3 separate regions of the Mus musculus genome follow, and regions 1 and 2 are each linked to region 3. A link is a contact called in public promoter capture Hi-C data. All regions are on one chromosome and are shown on one strand. Each heading gives the region's core, a stretch centred on a gene start, on an enhancer-like site or on the middle of the called end of the contact. The rest is flanking DNA. Distances are from core to core; before and after follow the strand shown.

The links. Promoter capture Hi-C pulls out the DNA fragments that hold promoters and counts their contacts.
Region 1: a promoter capture Hi-C map of pre-B cells shows a contact between it and region 3, with 2.8 times the contacts expected there. The contact joins the promoter of Ttc9b here to the promoter of Zfp850 in region 3. A contact is called at or near these places in 1 of 39 promoter capture datasets (pre-B cells) and 2 of 115 datasets of contacts at active chromatin or transcription factors (bone marrow-derived macrophages and embryonic stem cells).
Region 2: a contact with region 3 is called in a promoter capture Hi-C map of neural stem cells. The contact joins the promoter of Rps16 here to the promoter of Zfp850 in region 3.

Annotation. Positions count from the first base shown.
Region 1 is chr7:27,652,607-27,656,253 of GRCm38.p6, forward strand. It overlaps Ttc9b (tetratricopeptide repeat domain 9B), which reads left to right and starts at 1,318. Exons shown (of 3, transcript NM_028417.1): 1 at 1,318-1,741; 2 at 2,306-2,488; 3 at 3,305-3,601. The coding sequence starts at 1,321. The coding sequence ends at 3,420. Gm38973 (a long non-coding RNA gene) reads right to left here and starts at 1,626. Exons shown (of 3, transcript XR_881908.3): 1 at 644-1,626.
Region 2 is chr7:28,349,231-28,352,541 of GRCm38.p6, forward strand. It overlaps Rps16 (ribosomal protein S16), which reads left to right and starts at 1,459. Exons shown (of 5, transcript NM_013647.2): 1 at 1,459-1,621; 2 at 1,762-1,863; 3 at 2,947-3,043; 4 at 3,133-3,180; 5 at 3,264-3,311. The coding sequence starts at 1,574. It overlaps AF357399 (snoRNA AF357399), which reads left to right and starts at 2,310; the gene lies at 2,310-2,403.
Region 3 is chr7:28,012,349-28,015,635 of GRCm38.p6, forward strand. Zfp850 (zinc finger protein 850) reads right to left here and starts at 1,767. Exons shown (of 6, transcript NM_001254951.1): 1 at 1,668-1,767; 2 at 1-102.

The DNA of each region.
Region 1 (3,647 bases), core at 68-2,567, 360 kb before region 3:
GTGTGTGCGCGTGTGCGCGCGCGTGTGTGTGTATGTGCGTGAGTTTGTGTGTGTGTGTGCAGGTATATGTAGGAAGGGGTCAGATAACCACTTTGAGAGGCTGGTTCCACAGATGGAACTCACGTGGTGGCTACTGCTATGTTGCTGGCCCATAATGAACGAATTTCTTTCCTTTTCCCCCTCTTTTTTGAGTCAGGTGTAGCTCTGGCTGGCCCGGAAACCATAGAGTTCTGCTGCTTCTGCCTCCTAAGTGCAGGGATTGCAGGGGAGTGCCACCACAGCGCAGCCGCAGCCGCATTTTCTTGGTTGTCCTTATTGTACTGGTGGTCCTGGGCTGTCAGTGGGGACCCTTGTCACCTCCCCACTGGCTTTTCTGGAAATGGAAGGCAAGGGACAGAATGGCTAGGTTGCAGAGTTGCCTTTCCTCCAGGAAGTCCCCAGTCACACTTCAACCTAGAGCAAATGCCTCCTCTGACTTCTCCATGCTAGCCATGGCTCTCCTCCTGCGCTTCCCAGGATCAGCCACTTTGGGCTGTTACAGGTCTGTCTCTCCACTAGGCTGTGAACCTAGGAGATGTGGCTCTATCTAAATAATTCTTTCTCTCTCCTTTTCCCTCCCTTCTCCTTAATCTCCCACACCTACCTTTTCTTTGTAGTTCATGGCTGATCTGGAATTTCCTCGTTAGCACCAGATTAGCTTCAAACTTCTTTCCACTCTCCTGCCTCAGATGTCCGAGTGTGACTACAGGCAGGTGCTACCCCACTTGACTTCTGTTGTTGTTGTTTGTTTTTACATTGGCCCATCAACCCCCTCCCCCTGAACAGAAATTGAGCAATGGCTATTTGTTTATTACATAAAGAATCGATTCCAACGTATGTACTATTGTCCCGCACTATAGTACAATAGGTAATTTGAGGGGATTGTCCAAATCATAGAGTAATGAGAAACCAGTGTCTGAAGCCGGGCAGCTTGACTCCCAATCCTGTATTCTTATCCAACATGCCAAATGACTAGTGGGCTGAAAACCAGCTTTCCACAAAACTGATGTCTGCCCGCTCAGCCTTTTTCTTCTAGAAATCTCCGGGAGAACATGCAGTCGGGTGGGAGGGTAAGGACTGTGGGGACAAGGGAGAGGCGCCAGAACAACTAGACCCAGGCTGGTTTGAGGGTGAGCGAGGGGGAGTTTGGAGGGGTTTTTCTAGACCCATAGGGGGCAGCCGGAGACGGCAGCCAGAGATGTGGGGGCGGAGAAAGGGTGGGGACCGGCCCCGCGGGGGGCGATGCGGTAGCTGCAGCGGCGGCCGCAGGAGTTTCCCACAATGCAGCGCGGCGCGCTGTCCCCGGTGCTGATGCTCAGCGCTGCCCCGGAGCCTCCACCGCGCCCGCCTCCCGCCCTTTCCCCGCCGGGCCCCGGCTCAGCGCCTCGCCATGGCTCTGCTCGGTCGGGTCCTGCCCCAGAGCCGTCTGGGGGCCTGGCTGCGGCGCTCGACAGCAGCCTGCGGGCTGCCGTGGCGTTCAAGGCGGAGGGTCAGCGTTGCTACCGAGAGAAGAAGTTCCGAGAAGCCATTGGCAAGTACCACCGGGCACTGCTGCAGCTGAAGGCGGCTCAAGGGGCCCGCCCTGGCGGTCTGCCCACCCCCTCCCCGGGACCCACCACCAGCCCGGGGCCCGCCCGCCTCAGCGAGGAGCAGCGGCGCCTGGTGGAGAACACAGAGGTTGAATGTTACGACTCCCTCACTGGTACGGGGCCGTCGGGGGGCGCAGAGGACTCGGGTGAAACGGGTGGGTAGTGAGGGGGTAATCAGGAGGCTATAGAGCCTGTGGTGGCTGGAAGCTGAAGGAGTCAGGGCTGTGGTCTGGCGGGGAAGACTACAAAACTTGCTGAGGAAGAGAGTTGGGAGTAGATGAATAGGGCTTCTTGGATGGAGTAAGCAGGGGCTTGAATAATGAAACGGGCTCTGGACTTGGTCTTCTAAGCCCCACTTCCCTGACTCATTCTTTCCCCCGGTCTGCCACGCATGAGCCAAGGTTAGAAAGGCTTACCCTGCACCGGCTATTTCGTTCTTGGACCCTCCCTCTATAATTACTTGGGAAAACCTCCAGCTAATTGCTTCAGACTTGTCTGTCCTGCGCCCTCTAGCGGCGGCGCAGATAGCTCTTATACTAACAGGTTAGCTGATTAGTGTCTCCTGGTGGCCAGAGCAATCCCATATGCCCAGGGGAAGAGGTCAGGTTATTTGAGGTCATGTGAATCCTAGGGGATGCAGGCTGTGTCTGAGACTACAGGGTCTCTGCATCCCACAGCTTGCCTCCTGCAGTCGGAGCTGGTGAACTATGAGCGGGTGCGTGAGTACTGTCTCAAGGTGCTGGAGAAACAGCAGGGCAACTTCAAGGCCACCTATCGTGCCGGCATTGCCTTCTACCACTTGGGTGATTATGCACGTGCGCTGCGCTACCTACAGGAGGCCCGCAGCCGAGAGCCCACAGGTGAGTGGCAGGGCTGGGCTGGGCAGGGGGTTAGAACAGAGGAAACCTAGGCGGGAGGACCAGGGCAGAGCCAAGCCACCCCAGGGAAGTGCTGTTACCAGCTCCAGACAAGCTCTCTCTAGCTACCTAAGATTCCTCATACACTCATCCAGCACCCATCCACCGTCCCCAAAGGTATACTCACCTTGTTCCTCTGGCATTTCCCCAACCAACTCTCTTCATTGGGAATTGAACCTAGGGCCTCATGCATGCAAGGCAAGCACTCTACCAACTAGGCTACATCCCCAATGCTTTAGCCCATCCGTGTCCCTATCCACTCACCGACGATGGCCTTGAATATTTCTCCCCCCACACCCATATTCCTTCACTCCCTCCTGGTCACACTCAGCTCCTCTGTCACCTATGGCCCTCCACTCATCTGCTTGTAATGCTTGTTCTCTGCCCTCGGGAAGAGCAGTCAGGGTACTCATGTGTCCATGTGTGTGTAGACATGACACAACCCCATGGGGAGGGGACACAGCAGGAGCTAGATGTAGGGCTGTGGGAGCAAGGAGGCAAGATTAGCTTTCCCGTGAAGTGGTTTGCTGAGAACAGTTGTCACTTGGGGATGAGTGGAGGTGGGAGAGGAGCCTCTGCCGACAGAGCGACAGAGCGCGGCTGCTGCCGCTGCCACACGTGTGAGGTAGGAGGTGTGAAATCTCTCTGGGTGGCTGGTACAGCTGAGGTGCCGGGAGTGAGGTGCTGACTGTCCTGAGGACATAACTATCGGCTGCTGTCTCAGGACACCCAGATAATGTTCCCGTCCCTCCCCTGCAGACACCAATGTTCTCCGCTACATCCAGCTGACTCAGCTGAAGATGAACCGTTGCAGCCTCCAGAGGGAAGACAGTGATGGTGGCACTGGAGGCCCAGCTCGGAATGTCGTGGGCTGAGGCCAAGGGGCAGCCTCTACCTTAGTCCCTCCAACCCTACTGGGCACCTTCCCCTGACCTGCCCAGCTCGGAATGTCTGTCGTGGGCTGAGGCCAAGGGGCAGCCTCTACCTTAGTCCCACCAACCTCACCGGGCACCTTCCCCCGACTCATGCGTTTACTGGTAAAGCCGCTGCCACTGGCGCCTCCTTTGTGTGGTCTTATTGTGGGGATGAAGGACAGGTCTAT
Region 2 (3,311 bases), core at 209-2,708, 340 kb after region 3:
AATCCAGAGATCCACTGTGTGTCTTCCATCTTATTACATTCAAGTGTGTGTCTGTGTATGCGCGTGCACATGTGGAGCTTGGAAGACAGCCTGCAGGAGTTTGTTCTCTCCTTCTACTCTGTGAGTCCCAGGAACCAAACTCGGGCCCTCAGGCTTGGGCATTTCGCTAGCTAGTTTCTTTTCTTTCTGAAGCAGGGTCACATGTAGCCCAGGCTGGCCAGATATTCATAATGAGGAGAGGATGGCGTCGGGATTCCTCCTGACCCTTCCTCCTCCTTCCAAGTGTTAGTGTTACAGGTGCACATGACCATACCTAGTCTTTTTGTTGACAACTCTGCCTTCCAAATGTCTCCACATCCCTTAATGTCCTCCACACCCTGTGCTGCAAGAGAAACTGAGGCAATCCTGAGAAGCTGTTGCCCAGTGACTTAGAACAATTCTGGGGTGGGTACTATGGAAAAGTTAAAAGCTGGTTTTCCTCAGGTTGGTAGGCTGGAGAATTCTGTGGAGTAAACACATAGAGCGGAGGGTTTAGAGGAGCATTACGGTCACTTGGAAGTTGGAAAGATGGTGGTTAAAAGCACTAACTGCTTTTCCTAGAGAGGACCTGAGTTTGGTTACAGGTACACAAGTTGGGTGTGGCTCAGACACCCTGTAACTACATTTCCAAGGAGATTGGAGGCCTCCCTCGGGAACCTGCCCTCGAAAAAAGTATTAAATCTTAAAACAAGGCTACTTGGAGGATTCTGGATAATGATCTAAGATAACTGCCCTGAAGACAGGTCCTGAGGGTAGTTCTCTAGGGGAGGGTCAAGCTGGGAGAACAATGTCCCTGGAGCAGTTGCTGGGGAGAGGAGCCACCAAAGAGGTAGTTAATTTTGGCAGCGAAAGCAGGCGAAGGCCCGAGTCTGTGAGGAAAAAAAACGTATATAAGGCACAACCAGAAGGCAAGAGAAGTTTATTTAGGAGAGCGCTGGAAAGGGCTTTTAAGGGGTCAGGTTTCCTGGGAAGAAGAGGAAGGCAATTCTGGTGAAAGGCTGATTCGCGACGGGGGATCGTAAGGGCTAGGAAAGAGGGTTCTGGAGGCAAGATTCTGAAAAGCCAGCTTGACTTAGCATAGTGGATGCGGGAAGACTCCGATGGGATGGGGATCCTGGGAAAGGGTGGGAGGAAGAGGGTGAGAATCGGCCTGGAGAAGCGCCGAAGGAGAGCATCGAAGAGCAGGAATGTCTATAAGAACTGGCCGAAAGTCAAGACCAAGGCTGCGGAAAAGCAATGGAAAAAGGAGGCCAGCCCCATCTTCCGAGTTCTGGACGGAGTCCCCACCCTCCGGGTCCCGCACAGCTCCGCCCCTTCCCCTCCGACACCGCCCCCTCCCTTGCCTGAAGGCGTTCCCGCCGCAATTCACACGTCCCCTCTCAGGCTTCGACGTCAGCCGTAAAGCCCGCTTCTGTCGTGACGTAGCACTCAATGCGCCTGCGCAGACCCTGAAAAATCGGCTGGGTTGGCCCCGCGCTTCCCTTTTCCGGTCGCGGCGCTGCGCGGTGTGGAGCTCGTGCTTGTGCTCGGAGCTATGCCGTCCAAGGGTCCGCTGCAGTCCGTGCAGGTCTTCGGACGCAAGGTGTGCCAGGGGCGGCATAGAAAGAGGTGGGGGTGGGGAGGGGGGTGAGAAGGCCCTGGCTGGGTGACATGATGAGCTGGGGCCCGCTGAGCCAGGGTCCCGCGCTCACACGGCCCCGCCGTCTCCCTCGCCCTTCACAGAAAACAGCCACGGCTGTGGCCCACTGCAAACGGGGAAATGGGCTCATCAAGGTGAACGGACGTCCCCTGGAGATGATCGAGCCGCGCACGCTGCAGTACAAGGTGTTGGGGTCGGGCATGGGCGTCCGGGTGGCGAGACGGAAGGGAAGGCCCCGGGATGATAGGGAGTTGAGGTGGGGGAAGGAGGATGGCTTACCTCGCGGTAGACCTTAACCTGGGCTCGGGAAAGATGAAGTCGGAGCTGGTAAAATACATGAAAACGTGGCCTATTCTATAACCTCGAAGCTCTCCAGATGCGAGGGGCCCGTGGCCAGGAGAATAGCACAGTGTATCCGACCTAATTGACGATTTCTGGTCTAGAAGTATGAGTTTACAGCTCATGTGTATACTCCTAGCTCCTTGGAGGATAGCATACTACGAGTTACGAATCCAAAGCGCCGCCGTTTAGGTCAGCATGGGGCTACAACGTGGAACCTTGAAAAATACAATAGGAGTCCTCTGAAGTCTAACATTGGTAGCACTTGTATGGGTTTTTGTTGAACTAGTGGGCAAAAACTGGAAAACAAGTGCAAGAACAAATCCTCTTTTGCAACCCAGAACTCATTGTTGTATGAGTTTTGGTACATGTAAGAAGGAATATCATACCTTGCAGACAATGCATTCTAATGGTAGTGTTGATGTTAATGCCACTAGACCCCCGTGCTTAGTCTAATCCAAGTCTGTCAGGTGACTAAAAAGGACAGTCTGTCAGTTTATTTGAACGATTGGTGTGTGTACCCTGTGTTGTGAATTGGGCCAACACCAGTGATGGAGGTGGCTCTAGGCCTGCCACTCGGGGAGCTTCTGGATAGACTGGTCCTAGGTATTGGACAAATTTGATCCAAAGAGAAGATGGAATGACCACTGTGAGAACAGTGGACCTGTCTGACCTTGCTTCCTGTTTGGGGAAGTTCATAGTTGCCTGTCACTCCATGATTCCAGCTCCTCGGTGTCTCAGGCCCTCTTCTGGTCTCTATGGGCACATATACATGGGACTCTGAGGGGCACAGGGATCCTAGGATAGGCTGCCTCCTTGATTCTGGTGATGGTGGGAACCACACAAAGGGAGATGATGAATGTCCATGGAGAGTGGTTAAGTCAGGGTATGACTTAACTCCCTAACCCCATATTTTCCCATTTCTCTAGTTACTGGAGCCTGTTTTGCTTCTGGGCAAGGAGCGATTTGCTGGTGTGGATATTCGGGTCCGTGTGAAGGGTGGTGGACATGTGGCCCAAATTTATGGTAAGTCTCAGGATCTAAGCCTATGGGTGTGAGGCAGCTCCTGGAAGGACTGGGTCTTCACTAAGCTTTTTGGTCATTGTGTCTTGCAGCCATCCGACAGTCCATCTCAAAGGCCCTGGTAGCTTATTACCAAAAATGTGAGTGAGAGCTGGTCTTTCATTTCATGGCGGGTGGGCTATGTGGTAGGACCAAACTAAAGGTCTTGTCTATTAATCTCCAGATGTGGATGAAGCCTCCAAGAAGGAGATCAAAGATATCCTCATCCAAT
Region 3 (3,287 bases), core at 517-3,016:
GAAGCTGTTTTCTCATAGAACCAAGTAGGATGCTGGGTACTGGGGTTTGAGTGGCTGAGGCCGGATGTGCAGCATCATGGTTGACAGTGGGAGGCGTAGGTCCTTAAGTGAGTTCAGAAGATGTTGATTAAACATCACAAAATCTCACCTACATAACAAAAGTTCACCTGATATATCATGTAAAAACGGTGACAATTAATGGGTTTGAGTAGACGCTAGCATATTCTCTACAAAAGTGTGACCGATTTAGTCATCCCAAAGTATAGAAAAACTTCAAAATATTATGCTATGCACAATATGAACATTTTTATCTGAAAAGTTTTAAAAAAATATGTTCTGCATTAGCACATTCATTTTCCTGTCCTTGTTTTTAAAACAGCATCTCACTGTGTGGCCCAGCTAGCCTAGACCTTGCTATGTGGACCAAGCTGACCCTGAACTCACAGTGATCCTCCTGCTTCTGCCTCTGAGATTAAATGTATACCACGAAGCCTAGCTTTTCTTTTTAAGTCACTTTCTTAAACATCCACCAGCAATCGCATTGTTTCTCACACTCCCTTGTCCTGCTGAACACTGAGTGGAATGAACCCAAGATGGCCTCACAGAGAACAACTAAAGCACACCAGGCCCTTAGGATATGGCGGCACTGCACTAACAGGCTTCACCACAGGCATCCTACGGTTCCTGACAGGCCTGGAGAGCCTGAGGGGACAGAACCAAGATTCCAACCCGATACCACAGATCCACACTCCACGATCAATCATGGCATTGCTCATCTGGATCTGGCCAACGTTACCCATTACACACACACACACACACACACACACACACACACACACACACTCAGAAAATCACTAGCTTTCAAAGATGCCAAATTCAGTGCTATCACTTTCCCACTGCCATAATCCTCACAGTGAACACATCATCTATCCCCGACATTCCTGGCCTGCTTTGAAAACAAGGCCTGTAAGGATCAAAGGATCGCATCTGATATGCGATGCCATCCAAATAGAAATCGATTTATAAAATCAGAGTTTGAGAGACCTAACGATAACCTCTGGAGGTTTCTACCTAGAACATCTTAGGAAAAGGGTGATTGTAGAGAAGAAAAGGCGGGGTTCATTGAAATGATAAGGTGAAGTGGAAAGGGAAGGGACAACGTTATGGGCCCCAGAGGTGAAGGTATCAATTTTCACGTTCCTCCTTCATTTACTGATAATTCCACGAGATCTCAGACTATATCCGAGAGCATCCTCACCGAGCATTTTCCTTCACGTCCCTCAACACTCTCATGGCTACAGCTCTGAGAAACTTCGGGTATTCAACCCAGAGCAGCCCTCCTAAGCGACCCTCGGAGGCACTTCCGGCCTTAAAAGCACCTCCCAAGCTCGTGTGTACCTCAGGGAAAGCTTCCCTTCAGACTCCGCACCTGACTTCTCCTTAGTGATGCTTAGCCCTCTGCTCCAACCCCTGTGGCCTTGAAAGAAAATGATAAGCACAGTGACACAGATGAGCAGAGAGCTCAAGGTGTGTATACACAGAGAGACGCGCGCGAGCGCGCGCCCACCCACCCACACAAACACACGCTCACACACGCTCACACACGCCCGTACGCGTCAACATCTCCATTCACCCTACACCAGCGCCCACACCGATACCCAGCCCACCTTACTCTGTGGAGACCGAAGCCAACCAGCAATTTCTTTGGACCAGAAAGATCAGACCTTCCGTGTTGGTGGCACCGGGATGCCAAAGACCCTTGGCGGCGTCCGGAGCTATGTGGAGCCTTCAAGAAGCCCGGCGTTTCCGAAAGGTCCCAGCATGCAACTTAGCCCGGCCCATCCGGGAACTGGGCCCAGTGGCTTGTGGGAGTTCCCACGGTGGGGGGGCAGGGGGCTCCCCATGCTTCGAGGGGAGGCTGCCTCCTGGGATCAAAACGGAGTTTGGTGTTCTGTGTCTACCTGATTTTCCCTCCTGTGGCGTGGACGGACGAGCGGAAATTTTAAAATTTAGAATAGGAAGTAGATCAGATCGGGACGGACGCTTTGCCTGAGTCCCACTCAGTGGGATTCCACTACGCTGTGCTCTGCTAGGGACTATGGTAAATTTGAAAAGACCGAACTAAAGAATTGGTTGGTTTCTAAAGTTGGGTAGTTTATATTAACGATTTCAAAGAGCCAGATATTCTGGACCCTTCCAGGGTTCGGTGTCCCTGTTGACTAGATAGAAAAAATTGAGTGACGACTACATCTGTATGTATCACCAGAACTGTGTTCAATAGGCAGTCATTTACCTCCTGTTGGAGGATGAATGACTAGCACGCGTTAAGTGTCCTAAAAAACAAAAAACTAAAAAACAAACAAAACACAAACCCAAAACATAGGCCTCTTTTTTATAGGATAGACACATTTATTGTAACTTGACACTATGGAACTTTCGAAACCACTTTTGTTTTTTCTCATGTTATACAAAGAACTTTTTCCAAACATGATAGAAAGAAATTGTGAAAAGGCTAAACAATCCTAGTAATAAAACTAATTGCATTAAATGTACTGTAAATTATGTAAATGCTAAAGTATAGGTGCCACATTAATTTGCAGATAAGTGTTAACTACAGAAAATGTGTTAAATATTCTAGCCGATTCAAAGTGACCATCCTCACAATAGTATTAAAAAAAAAAAAGACTTAAGTCAACTTTAAAATGGAGGCAGTTCTGGGGGCAAAGAGCATCGCCAGTACTAACAGCAATAACAGAGACAGCAAGTCATCAAGTGAAAATATCCTTGGCTGGGCGTGGTAGCACATGCATGTGACCCCAGCAATGAGGAGACACAGCCAGTGAATGTCTATGAGATGAGGCCACCAAGGACTATTTAGTGAAGACCTGTCTAAAAAACTAAAATAAACAGTATGCGTGTAATACCACACCTTCAAAACATGAGGGGAAACGTCCAATAGAGAAATAAGGAGAAACAGCCAAATCCAGCATTGCATACAAAAGTTTTCAGTCTCAATAACTGATAGAAGGAATCCAGAAAAGCAACAGGGCATAGATGATTTAGACAGCATCATCAGCTATGAATGCAGACAGAATAAAAATCAAGACAATTAAACTTTAATGGAATCAGGGGGCCTTGAAGGGAGGGTGTTCTTGTATACACACTCCTGGCAGAAATGCCCGTTACCTGGAGATGCTTCTGTTTAAAGCTTCCCTTTTTATGCTTTTTTTTTTTTTTTCGGGGGAAGGGGAAAGCCAATACCTTATATATTTTGTACTGCACTTTTA